2 separate regions of the Mus musculus genome follow, and region 1 is linked to region 2. The links are chromatin contacts, called in public HiChIP or PLAC-seq maps. All regions are on one chromosome and are shown on one strand. The core of a region is the stretch at or near the end of the contact, and the rest is flanking DNA. Distances in the headings are between cores, read along the strand shown. Region 1 has its middle 360 kb from the start of Zfat. Region 2 has its middle 480 kb from the start of Zfat.

Evidence for each region. HiChIP or PLAC-seq counts read pairs in DNA pulled down with a chosen protein or histone mark.
Region 1: a contact with region 2 is called in an H3K27ac HiChIP or PLAC-seq map of bone marrow-derived dendritic cells, with 5 times the contacts expected there. The contact joins two enhancer-like sites. A contact is called at or near these places in 6 of 484 Hi-C or Micro-C datasets (the N1E-115 cell line, bone marrow-derived dendritic cells, bone marrow-derived macrophages and 2 more), 3 of 115 datasets of contacts at active chromatin or transcription factors (bone marrow-derived dendritic cells, fibro-adipogenic progenitors and microglia) and 1 of 9 other capture datasets (bone marrow-derived macrophages).

Annotation. Positions count from the first base shown.
Region 1 is chr15:67,899,674-67,906,730 of GRCm38.p6, forward strand. No RefSeq gene overlaps it. Among named protein-coding and RNA genes, the nearest start is that of Zfat, 360 kb to the right of the region's middle. Within about 2 kb of position 3,513, at least 45 of the 459 cell types and tissues checked have an H3K27ac peak or open chromatin away from gene starts, as enhancers often do. A contact at or near this core is called in bone marrow-derived dendritic cells and bone marrow-derived macrophages, where this site is marked.
Region 2 is chr15:67,777,753-67,784,324 of GRCm38.p6, forward strand. No RefSeq gene overlaps it. Among named protein-coding and RNA genes, the nearest start is that of Zfat, 480 kb to the right of the region's middle. Within about 2 kb of position 3,384, at least 62 of the 459 cell types and tissues checked have an H3K27ac peak or open chromatin away from gene starts, as enhancers often do. A contact at or near this core is called in bone marrow-derived dendritic cells and bone marrow-derived macrophages, where this site is marked.

The DNA of each region.
Region 1 (7,057 bases), core at 2,263-4,762, 120 kb after region 2:
CTCTCTTCTCAAGGCTTTTTAACCATTCATCATCATTGTAAACTAGTGATTGTAGTGATTTCATCAGTATCCCCTCCATGCATGGCCATGGTCACCATATGACATCATCCCTGCTTGCAGGCTCCCGTGTTTAGACATCTGGTCCTGTTTCCAGCTGGTGCTGCTCCTTTTTGAGTGTGGGGTCTGGCCAGCAGAAACGGAACCCCAGGGGTTAGCCTTAAAGGGTTATGGCCAGGCCCTGCTTTAGATCCAGATCCCATGCTTTCTGCTTCCCAATCAGCCAAGATGTGAAAGAGGTGCTTTCTCACTTTGCAGCTGCTGCAGATGACGCATGGTCGTCCCTCGGTTACACCATGCCCTCTCTGGTGTGCTGTGGGATCTGAACATGAGATCAAAATCCTTTCTTTCTTAAGTTGCTTCTTTCTAGCCACTAGAAAAGTAACTGAAGCAACCACACCTTATTTATTTAAATCAAGCAGCAGACTGGATCCGTTCCATGCATGACAGTTTGGTGAGTGTTGCTTTACATAATGAATTGAAGAACAAACTGCCTATTGTCAATACAAGGTACATTGATAGGGAATAAGGACCATGATCCAGGACGGGATCAGGGACCAGAAAGAGTTGTTTTTAAGACAGTTGCTAAAGTGAGCCACTAGAGCTTAGTCCCAAGAATAAACTGAGGAGTACAGTTAAAATCCAACCTCAGAATCATCCCAACCCTAGGCAGAAGAGGGCTGAGGTCTTAATATGTCCTCTCATATTCCCCACAGCTTTAGAGCTGCTCCTAGGAAGAAATAGTGTTTCCTGGAAATTCCAGCCCATGCAAATCTTAGGAAGATTGAGTGTTTCGTTTTCTTTGAGCATGGCAGCACTGGCCCCAGGGGTCAGGAGAGCGATTCAGAAGCAGCAGGAAGATCTTTGGTGCTGGAGAAAGTATACTGTCTGAAGTTGGCTCTGTCCTTTGCATCAAGCCTGCTTTCAGCTCACTCACCCTTCATACTGATTGAATAAAGACATTGAAATATCTTAAGAAAGAGTCTGACTATGGAGAGAGCTGAATCCAAGGCCACATCATCAGAACTCTGCCTCTGATTCTTTAAACCCCAGCCAAGGATTGGCTGTTTTAGGTCAGGGTAACCTAACATCGATGTTTCTGTAACTGAGTGTGTATTCACTTGATGACAACATCTTTTCTAAAAGAATGAAGAGATCCTGAATAGGCCTGTGTAAGCACACAGTAGGTCCTCAGTATGGCTAACCTTCAAACCATTCTCACCTGTGATATAAGTAGAATATACTCACTTTGTAGAAAAGAACAAAACAAAATTCTTGCCTTTTATTATTTTGAGGCTCTTCTTCGGCCCGATTCCACAAGCTAATGTGCTCTTGCCAAATGCAGCTGTGGACTCATCAGGAAGACTTTGCCTCTGCCGACTCTTCTTGCACTCGCTTAGTGGATGGCACAGTGTGCTGCTTGAGTAAAGCCGCAGTGCTGCTGGCTGATGGGAGTTGAAACCACAGAGCTGAAGCCCTGCGTCCAGAAGCAATTTCATTCTCATTGCATGATCTATTCTTCTCACTGGCTGTCCCACCGAGCCTGACTCCGTGGGAGAGAACCGTTCTTGCCCAGCCATCATGATGTTCCAGAACCCTGGGGCTCTTCCAAGCAGCATATTTTCAGGCTCATTTCATTTTCTGTCTTGGATTCAACCATCTGGAAAAGAAGTTGGGAGAATGACGCCCCATCTCTTGTCCCACCGGACTTGGAGAGGACATGCCAGCCAAGTTCATGTCAATCTGTTTGTAGATTGGCAAAGGAAAGAAGACCCCCCAGGGCCCCCTGGTGCTGATTGGGACCATGTGCAGCTGCTGGTGGAGTCAGCTCTTTCTGGTTCCCCACCCTGTATGAATATCACGAGTCAGCTTGGCCAAAGTGAACATACAGAGAGAGGAGAAAACTCCTGTCTGTCACTCTTCTTCCCAACCTCAAAGGCTAGCTGTGGAAGAAATTCACTGTCAGGGAATCAACAAGCAGATCTGGGCCTAGGTCAGGAGAGAGTAGTGACATTGCAGAAGTGACCATTGGATAAGATATTCAGCATAGAGGCAGCCCCATGGAGCACAGGACAGATTCCTGCATTGTCTCCTGGCTCTGCCTCTTTCTAGGTCTGTAAACTATGGTGCTTATAACATCCTGTGTCCTCAGCATCCTCATGTGTGTGAAGAAGAACATGCTCTTACTGTTACAGCAAGAATCTCAGCAAAAATTCAAAACAAGGATGACAGACACTAGCCAGCTTTGTAACTGTCATTCACACTGATGGGTTTAGACAAGCTGACTTCAATCAAAAAAGGCACACTCGGAAGTCTTTGGTTGAAATCCTGGCTCTATTTCCAGTTTTCCAAAGTTTGACCCTGACTACTATAATTAAAAGACTTCACCATTCTTAGCCTTAGATTTCCATATTGAAAAACTAAGAAATAAATCCCTCTTGTAGAGGGCTGTGGTGGAATTTAAGTGGTCATGATTAGAATTACTTGAGAAAATAAATTTTTATTTATCCCTGACTCAAAAGTCAATGGATAAAACAAAATATAAAACAAATGATCAAAAGATGTTTCTTGAGTGCGTGAATGAATGAATAAGCCATTTAAAGCATGCATTACCAGACATAATCACACACACACACACACACACACACACATAATCACATTAAGCTAGGCTGCATTCTGAGCACGTCTCTGGTACTGTCACAATCAATCCTTTCAACTGAGAGATAGTTCTAGTGTGTGTGGCTATGATCTTTTAAGGACACTGCAAGTCTTAAAGAGATTAAGTAATACATCCCAAGTCACAAAGGTCACCCACAGAAAAGGTGATTCTAAACCACATCTCTGGACTTTAAGGACAATGGGCTCTTAGACTGACAAATCCAAACACAGGTCTCTGCACTTTTGCAGGTAGAGAGCAAAGCTTGGCTCTCATACCTGGTAACTGGCTGATGCCTACAAAGCATTTGCAAGCATTTCATATTCACCGACCCTGTGTCATCCCGATTTTACCAATGAGAAAATTGAGGGTTGATTAAATACCCCATTTCAATGCGAAGACTAAGTAACAAAGTCAGAATTTCAACTTAGGAAGACTGGCAACTGATCCTATGTTTCAAAAACACTCAAAGACCTGAATGCAGAGACACAGACACATGGCATCGTGTAGCAGGTATTCTTCCCCCTCACAGAATTCCTTTTTCAGACACCTTTGCATCAAAGGGAGCGGAGATTGCCATTCCATCCATCTGACTCTATGAATGGAGCCCTGGAACAAGGATTTGCAGAAGTCTACGATGGGTTCTAGACTCCTCTAGAAGGCAATCTGAAGTCTGGTGCTGCCTTGAGTGTCTTCCAGACTCACAGGAGAATGAGAAAACCCAAGTGACAGGCCCACAGAAGCTTTTGACCTTTTAACAGCCTGTGGCACATCTACAGTTCCTCTTGGCAAGACAGTTCCTCTTGGGCAAGTTCCTCCACCCACAAAGGCTCTAGACACAGCTGAATTGAATGGGGGAGGTATCGCCTTAGAGAAAAGGAAGTCTTAGCAATAAGAAGGAAAGCAAATGGCCTAGAATACAAAGAATCAGAACACAAGCTCCATTCATGCCATGCCTCTTCATGTAAGCACTCACCCTTTGATACCACCATCACCTAATACCTACTCTACCACCTCCATCCTAGCATCTACCTAACTTCAACACTCTGCACTCATCTCAGAACTTAAAACTGGCTCCTATATCTTACTAAGACCACTGGTCAGGATGTGGTCAGCCATACATACCTTGTCACTTACTCCCATATATATAGCTGCCTCCAGGAATCCTATCGATTACTTCTACATATGCAACCTCATCCTCCATGTTTTACTTCCCAAACTTCCATATTTCTTCATGCTTCCATCTAAGCATCTTTCTCCTCCAACCTACACACACACACACACACACACACACACACACACAGAGAGAGAGAGAGAGAGAGAGAGAGAGAGAGAGAGAGAGAGAGGGAGAGAGAGAGGGAGAGAGAGAGATACAAGTATGCATGCACATGCACACACATACACACGCTCCTGCCTCTCCAGTTCCTGTCCCTTCTCTGGCTACAGTCTTATTAATATCCATGATGCAACTAGAATCTGAGCCTCTTAAAGCTACAACTAAGATCTCTTTGAACCTGAATCTTTTGCCTCCCACGAGTACGTGCACATATGACACAGTGGATAAATGGTCACAATTTACTCCATTGTTGGAATCAAATGAGATGACAGATACTTTTGGTAACCAGAAAACAATCATGCAGGCTTACATGTACCACTTGATTATGCCTAAAATGAAAAGGTGAACTTTGCCCAAAGCCTATTTGAAAGAAATCCCTTGTACAGAAAATGTCACAGGATTTTAAAATGGTATTTATCACCACTTACAAGCAGCTATTTTTCTTTGTAAAGGAGCCACTATTTAGCTTTAGTTTATCTGTTCTTATAGATGTCAACTTGCTTTTATTTATATTTTACCTTATTTCAAAAATGCTTTAAAACCATTTCAAAGGATTTAACTATTTGTATGTGTTCTAGCATCTTCCAGCTTCTCCAAAAAGATAAGATACCATATCACCTGAATTTTGGAGTATTTAAGAGTCCTTTCTTCCCTCCCACTGTGGTCTATAATATGGAGAGATATCCCTGTGAGAAGTGGAGGCTGGTTTTTGTCTATACTTGGCTCAGTCTTTAAAGACACTTAAAAATAATAAAATCCTAAGACATAAGGGGTCTTCAGGATTTCTTTTCCCTATTTCCAATGTGACAACTTCGCATCAAACCCCTCTTTCTGATTTACATTTTATTTTTGGCTTATTGAGGACCGGTAGCCTTACATAAATTCAGATACAAGTTATAAACGTGTTCAATAACAACATGCTAATCACAAATGGAATCAATCAGGCATATTTAAGGGTGTCTTCCAGCCACAGTGAACTGATCCTAGGTGGGGAGGAAGGCAGGAAGTTCCCAGCAACTGCTGGAGCCATTTACTCCAGGGACATCTTTCTCTTCCCACTTCAACAACATTAGCTGCTTTTGACCTTTATCAGTGAAGCAGAAAAACCAGTTTGGACTTTGTGTTGGGATTTTCTAGAAATTCTGACCCTGAGGAAGTTTCTGCCTAGCAGCTTAGCTCACCTGTTTCCCTTTTGACTCCTTTGAGCAACTTGGGACTCTTCTGAACCCTTGGCACAGTTGCCATTTTGTGACCACCTTTCTCTTTCCAAGTTTTTCCATTATACATTATTGGAGTATTATCAAAAATAGAAAAACAAAATGGCCATGGTGGCAGTTTGGAGAGCTGAAAAAGGGATTGGCAACATGACTATAACTCACTCATGGACTGCAGAAATAGGGAGGTAGGCTCTGCTATTCCTAAAATTAGAGGCTTCAGGGAGCCATGGTTAGAGGTCTCCTTTGTCTCAGTTTGTCTTTTCCCTGCTGTGACATATGTAGACAGCGTCCTTCTAGCCCTAGGAGAATATGTGATTTAACTTCCTAGAGTATTTTTAAAGTGTTTTAAAGAGGGTCTAAATCCATAACCTAGAAATAAGGCTATCAGTAGGACAGGTCTTGTCAAATTGGAAGCTCCTTTGAGTAAATCTGGAGTTCCCTTGAACTATTTGGGCATCTGCCTTGTGACAGGAAATTTTAAGGTTCTCTTGTGTCATGGGGTTCTGTGGGCCCATTTAGAATAGAGACAGGGTGCTGGGTAGATGTGTGTTGATTTATGTAACCTTGAATGTATTGAGTCATTGTTAGTATGGCCCCTCCCAGGAAGAACTGAAGCAAACCGGTGTTGCATAAACCTAGGATGAGTTCTAAGACAGTAATGGGAAAAGACAAAACAAAACAAAACAAAACAAAACAAAACAAAACAAACAATGAAAAACTCTGTCTCTGGGGCCCCAGAAGAGAAAACTGGGACCATTTCAGTGTTGAATTTCTTTTCTTTTCTTACCTTTTCTCTTATTTTTTTATTGGGTATTTTCTTTATTTATATTTCAAATGTTATTCCCTTTCCCAGTTTCCCTCCCTCCCGGAAATATCCTATCACATCCCCCCCCCCTGCTTCTAGGAGGGTATTCCTCTACCCACCTACCACTTCTACCGCCCTGCCCTTGATTCCCCTACACTGGGGCATCCATTGAGCCATTATAGGACCAAGGACCTCTCCTCCCATTGATGCATGACAAGGCCAACCTTTACTACATATGCAGCTGGAGTCATGTAATCTCCTTTGTTAATGGCTTAGTCCCTAGGAGTTCTGGGGTGGGGGTAGGGTGTCTGGTTGGTTGATATTGTTGTTCTTCCTATGGGGTTGCAAACCCCTTCAATCTCCTTCAGTCTTTTTTCTACCTCCTCTATTGGAGACACCTGAGACAGGCAGGAAGATCAATGGAGTAGAATTGAAGACCCAAAAATGAACCCACACACATATGGTCAGTTGAACTTTGACAAAGGAGCTAAAACCATCCAGTGGAAAAAAGACAGCACTTTTAACAAATGGTGCTGGTTCAGCTGGTGGTCAGCATGTAGAAAAATGCAAATTGACCCATTATTATCTCCTTGTACAAAGCTCAATTCCAAGTGGATCAAGGACCTCCACATAAAACCGGATACACTAAAACTTATAGAGGCGAAAGTGGGGAAGAGCCTTGAATAAATGGACACAGGGGAAATATTCCTGAACAGAACACCAATGGCCTATGCTATAAGATCAAGAATTAACAAATGGGACCTCTTAGAATTGCAAAACTTCTGTAAGGCAAAGGACACTGCCAATAGGACAAAAAGGCAACCCACAGATTGGGAAAAGATCTTTACCAACTCTACAACTGATGAGGGCTAATTCCAATATATACAAAGAACTCAAGAAGGTAGACTCCAGAGAACCAAATAACCCTATTAAAAATGGGGTACAGAGCTAAACAAAGAATTCTTAACTGAGGAATATCGAATGGC
Region 2 (6,572 bases), core at 2,134-4,633:
TTTGGAGGTGAGGCTTTTGGGAAACCATGGGCATTATAGGAAGTCATTATAGTTGACCACATAATTGTACTAGAGGTAACTCTGTCTACTATGTATGCTGTTCTAACATGCAACAACCCTTTGTCAGGATATGGTGCAATGAACCCTCATCAAATACCAAGAAGTTGAAAAACACTAAAACTACCCAGTCTTAACAACAATATGAACTAACCAGTACCCCCAGAGCTCATATCTCTAGCTGCATATGTATCATAAGATGGCCTAGTCAGCCATCAGTGGAAAGAGAGGCCCCTTGGTCTTGCAAACTTTATATGCCTCAGTACAGGGGAACACCAGGGCCAAGAAGTGGGAGTGGGTGGGTAGGGGAGTGTGGGGGCGAGGGTATGGAAGACTTTTGGGATAGCATTTGAAATGTAAAATAAGAAAATACCTAATTTTAAAAAACTACCCAGTCTTGTATATGTTTACTATAGCAAAAATAAGTAGACTAAGATAGAAACATGATTATGAGAATTTAACATATATTATTAAATATATGATTTATGATACTGTGGTCAGGCATTATTATTGTCCTCATTTTGTGAATAAGAAAATTGGTACAGAGGATATAATTAGCTTACCCAAGGTAATGCATTTACTAGGAACAGCTGTTTAATATACATCCAAATACATTTATTTCAGCCACACTATAAACATCTTAACTAACATAGCAGTGAGCAGAAATTACCTGGTAAGAAAGAGAAACCCTCTCAAATTCCAGATCCTTCATAGCCACACAGTGAGCCTCAGTGACAGAAATACGTCATACACTTAGAGTTATTCATAATCCATCAGTGAGGACCTTAGTGCAAAAATGTTAGTGCTGCTGACATTCTCACAATTTTAGTGACTAAGTAATTTTGTTGGACTTATTTCTAAGTTGATTATATTGAAATCAGATAGAACAGTGAGTATGTACACCATTCATTCCTTGTGCTACTCAGTTATAGACCAATAGACTTGTTTGACTCCAAGTAAACTATTGAAGAATATATATTCCCTGCTTGGTCTCAGGTTTACCCATTCTATAAAGCAAATCTGTATATACACAACAAATCAAGTTCAAAGTGCTCACTTGAGATTTGCTTGTGCTTTCTGGTCAACATTGCTGTGATTTACCAACTTGAACAATGTATGGCTGCTGTCTCTCTTGCATCTTTTCCAATCTCCCCAGCCCTACCTGTACTCAGACTTAAGTTAGATGGTTCATTTTTATTTTGATTATCTCCTGTTCTCTGTTTGGTATTTTTCTATGCTGTATTATGGATGAATGGGCTCTATTTAGTCTTCCAGCTTCCTAATTATTTTTCAATTCTGTGCACATCTAATATGTCCATTGGGTTTTTATTTGCAGTGATATTTGCCACTTCTGGAAGTTCTACTTGGTTCTTTTGTAAATATACATGGCTTTTCATACAGAGAACTTCATTCTGTCTCCTTTATGTTTGTCATTATTTAATTTTTACTTTTTAAAAAGTAAAGATAAACATAAATATAATCAATACTTAATTTCTAACTTATGCATATATGTAGACTGAGAAATCTAAACATCTTGATTTTTCTGGTCTCATTGTCAGTGCACGCGTGAGTATGTTAAAGTCTTTAATCTGAGCTTATTTACTCTGAGTCCATCTCTGTGACTCCTGGCAGAACTGGGTTTAGAACGTCCCTTTCCAAAGGGCCCATTTATCCCATAATATGAGAGTGATCCAAGTCTGGGGCTCTCTCTCTCTGTTAATCAATAAGCACTGAGAGTCTTAGGTTTGTAGTCAGTAAATCACTTGCCGGTTCTTGTGTTGGTATGGTTCTGGACATCAAATTCTCTATGTATCTTTCTTATGTTAATGGGTAATGACAAACTCTGGGAGCTGGAGAGCCACTGCCACTAGTGCTATAATCCACACTGAGCCTACATGGTTCCAATAGAGCTTTCCAAAGCTAAGGTCACACCACAAGTCCACTATATCTCAAAACAAAACAAAAATGAATGTGGAAAGGGGACTTGTAGGGAGGTGTTGGGGTTGAAGCAGGGAGGAGGGAGGGGAGAGTAGGGGACGAGCAATCAGAATGAAACACACATGCATGAAAGGTTAACGAACCACTTCAATAATTAAAAAAAAAAGAAAAAGAAAAATCATCACTTTTATTCTATCCTTAAAAAAATACATCCAATATTAAGCAAGATCTTAAAAGATACATATAATTCTAACTGTAGTCCTTTGTTTCCCAGAAGGCAGTTTTCTGAAAGGTGAAAAATGCCAGATTTCTATTCCTAACTCAACATTCACTAAGTCAGAAGTTGATCCTTGCCATAAGATACAGCAGTTCAGTGGGAGTCTAAGCCACCCCAGGCTTTCCCACACTACACCAGTAAGGGTCACACTGGTTCTCTAAGGCCAAGTATTTTCCAGGAAATGTTTGGAATGGCTCTTAAGATGCATCAAATTGTAAACAGTGAAATGAGAACGAAGCCTGCAAGCTCCTACCTGGTTTACACAAGGAGTGCCTGCATCTCAGAGCACACATTAAAACCATCCCGGTAACATAGTTAGCTGTGTTTACTCCCCGGGGTCTCACTGTAGATGACCTCTTTCCTATGCAATTATAGAGTTAGCGCCTAAGCAGTAATGTGACTAAACCACCCAGCAGCCTTAGGCTTATGGATTTCAAAGGCTCCACCTCCAACCCAGTTCAGGAGCAGGGTGTTTCAATGACTCTGAAAGTCATATTAGATCTTCCTAATGTTTATTGACTTCAGAGGTCTTGGCATGACCACCTTGGCTAGGGTATCAACATTTTGAGTGCATAGAAAGCAATCACATGGCCAGATGACTTTTATTTTTAATCATCTATTATCCAACAGCCTTTTCTAGTAAACATATTTCAGAAGCACCTGTTAACTGAAGGACACGGAGGCTTGTTAAAGATTATGGTCCCATCCAAATCTCTTTGGCTTTGTCCTGTTCAAGACCTACCTTTAACCTTGAAGCCCCACCCGCCCCAAGGACTTAGAAAATAACAGCCTCATAGGAAAACCCAGTGGCCTTATGGGTTTGTCCTAATAAGCTCCTGTCTCCGTGTCTCATTTTGTCCTAGCAACACTGGCATTGTAAACATTTACTACCAAATAGGACTTTTGTGTGGGTTCTGGTGGTGCTGAGTCAGTTTCTCATGTTTGCATGGTGAGCAGTTTACCCACTAAGCTGCTTCCCAGTTCCAGATTTAGATATTTGAAACGAATGATTTTAAGAGTTCTTTTCCTGATCTGAAACACTGTCTTGCTCTCAGTATTAGTCATACTCCATTAGCTGAGTCCTTCTCAGCTATGTTGCAATTCTGTACATCCTAGACAATGAGTAACTTCCTTGACAGCCACTGACTTAACACTTGTAGCCTTATCCTCATAGCACTGTAAACTCCTAGCTCTACACATCAATCACCAAGTGCCCCACTCCACCCTAAATCCCTGTTACAAATCTCTAAAGTAATTAAACATTTTCTCAAAGACAGTGCTCCCTTGGGGGTGGAACAGATGGCCCCATGGTTAAAAGTGCTTGCTGCCCAATCCTAAGGACCAGAGTTCAGATCTCAGCACTCATTTAGGACATCTCACCAATGCCTATAGCCCCAGCGCCAAGGGATCTAATACAAATCTGTTTTAGCAATGAAGAGAGGAGCATGAATCCAGCCTCTCCTTCGCTAAGTTTCTCAGATTCTTATGTATAGAGGGTTAGAAGCACTTTTTAAACGTTCATTATCTGACACATGAAAAATATTAAGCCATTATCTACTTTCATTTATGTGTGGATTAATGTTCTTTTAAGTATTCAAGTATAAGAGATTAGACTACAGGTGCAGAACTTAAAAAGATAAAAGCTGGAATCAATTCTCTCTGAGAGTACTTATCTTTGCTTCTTCATGCTTCCTTCTCTATGGCTGTTGCTGAGGCTCTCTTGAGCTGCTCTTCTTGATTCTGTTTGATAAAATGTCACTCACAGTTGAAGACACATCAAAGGTACCAATAAGTCCATCTCCTGCAACTTCTGCTTATGGAAATGATGTATTTAGGGCTTGGGGATAGATTACATTACCAGTGAAAGACCCTATCTCAAAAGGAAAAGAAAAGTAGATGGCTCCTGAGAAGGAAAACCTGAGGTTGTCTTTTAGCAAGTACACACATACACACACACACACACACACACACACACACACACACTGATGGACTTATGTCTTTAGACTTAGGGGTGTTTTCTCTTCCCTAAGAGTCAGCTTGGTTAAGGTCAGAGTCAGCACTTCCACCAACTGCTCTCCTCATCTTCACACAGAGGAAGCACAATGACTCTGGTTCCTATTCCATGCATGCGTGGGCTAGGATTGTTTCTTGACCTCTTGTGTGATGGAGGCTCCCTCCTATAGGGCTCCCTAGTCTTTGCTATTCAGCCATGCTCCTTGATCCTCCCACTGAGCTGGACCCCTGTTACTTTTGCTCACTCTGCCTTAACATATCTATTGGGAGACTATCTTCTTTTTTTACAAAGCCATTTCCTCTGAGAAGCTTTGTGGGGCAATTCCACTTTCTCAAATCCAGATGAATTCAGACTTCCCTATCCCATAGCTTCCTGAATATCTTTTTTCAAACACCCCATGTCCCATTGCTAGACCATCTGTCATGGTGTCTACAGTGTGGGGTGATAGCCCTCCAAGAACTGTTCAGTGGATTATCACAATATTCCTAATCTCTACCTCAAGTTAGCTCACCAGGAATTCATTCCAGGCATGTGCAGCCAGTGGACAGAAAATTCTCCCAGGATATCCTGCAGAGATTTATTTAGTACCTGTCTCCTCCCCTAGACTTTACTGCCTCTGATATCAGGGACAAGGTGCTGTAATTACGTCAATTTGTACAGTAGTTTATTGGTGCCTGGCAGGTGTTCCCTCAATAAAGGTTGATGAATGCATCTACCCAGCTGTTTTGCTACATCTCTGTTTCCTGGCAACTCATGAGTTTGTATAACAAGTATCGTTCTCGCTGCTGCATAGTCTCAGTGTCCAGACCAGTGCACGGTGATCACTTACTGCTTATGAATTCATATATATCACCACTGTCATTGTCTCCAGTACTTCTTGAATGTGCTAGGACATGTGACAGTCACTTCTCAGGAATTATTTACTATAACCACCTTTAGGAGACATGGGTTACAGCCACTTTTAAGGCAAGGCAACTGAGATTTTGAGAATTTAAATTCTCTCTTTGTTCACACATTACCTGTCAGTGGAATGAGTACTCAGCCACATATGGGACATATATACCATCACCAACCTCAGGGATTATCAAGAAACAGGGAAAAGAGTCTAAGAGCTTCAGTTGTGGAACACAAATCAAAACTCTGTCTTCTGACTTGGCAAGTACTTAGCAACTCTTGTTTCCTGCTTAAGATCTGCACAAGATCAAGTCAGTCAATATGCTAGCTAGACCCCTGACTGAGGAGTGATAGACATCTGATGGCTTCTGGGGGAGGAAGAGTGAGTGATCCTTAAGCATGTGACCCCACACTCTTTAGTATATTGACAGAGAAAATTGGCTTTAATGGGTTATTGAAAAATGAAGAACAAGGAGGAAGAAGAGGAGGAGGAGAGGACAGGAAGTAGGAGATGGGGGATTAGGATAGAGCTCAGAGCACTTAAAAGTAGATGCAGGGGATGAATATAATCAAAATACATTTAGTGAAAGGCTAAAATGATTAATAAAATAGAGTAAGTAAAAAGATCATGATAGAAAAAGATCCTAGAATAGATGAGGTACATAGATGCTCTCAATGCCCCACCTCTAAGGAGCTACTGGCACTTTGTACCTGTTAGTGGAAGGAAAACCATCATCTTTTTTGATGTGATCACTGGTGGGCTCCTCGTGTTTCATTCAACTGCCACACACCCATCCACTCAAGAGCAGAAGTGGACATTGTACATTATTAAAAAAAAAAAGGCATAAAGTCAAGAAGGAATATGTCGGGAGGAAAGGGGGTTTAAATAGGCTAAAAAATAATAGATTGTTTTTTATGTCAACTTGGCACAAGCTAGGCCCACCACAGAGTCAGGAGCCTCAGTTGAGAGAGTGCCTCTCCATGAGATCCAGCTGTAAGTCATTTTCTCAATTAGTGATCACTTGGGTAGGGCCCAGCCCATGGTGTGTAGTGCTATGCCCAGACTGGGGTCCTGGGTTCTATAAGAAAACAAACAAAACAAACTATGGGAAGCAAGCCAGTAAGCAGCATACCACCATGGCCTCTGCATCAGGTTCCAGCCCTGCTTGAGTTCCTTTCCTGACTTTCTCCCATCATGAACTGTGATCTGGAAGTGTAAGCCGAAAGAATGCTTTCATTTCCAACTTGCTTTTTTGGTCATGGTGTTTGTGTTGCAGCAATATAAATCCTAAAACAGTAGATATCATCATACTTCATTTGATGAAATACATGAAATTCTTTAAAAACAAAGAAAAAATTAAAGAAAGTAGAGTACTTTAAAAGATACATATG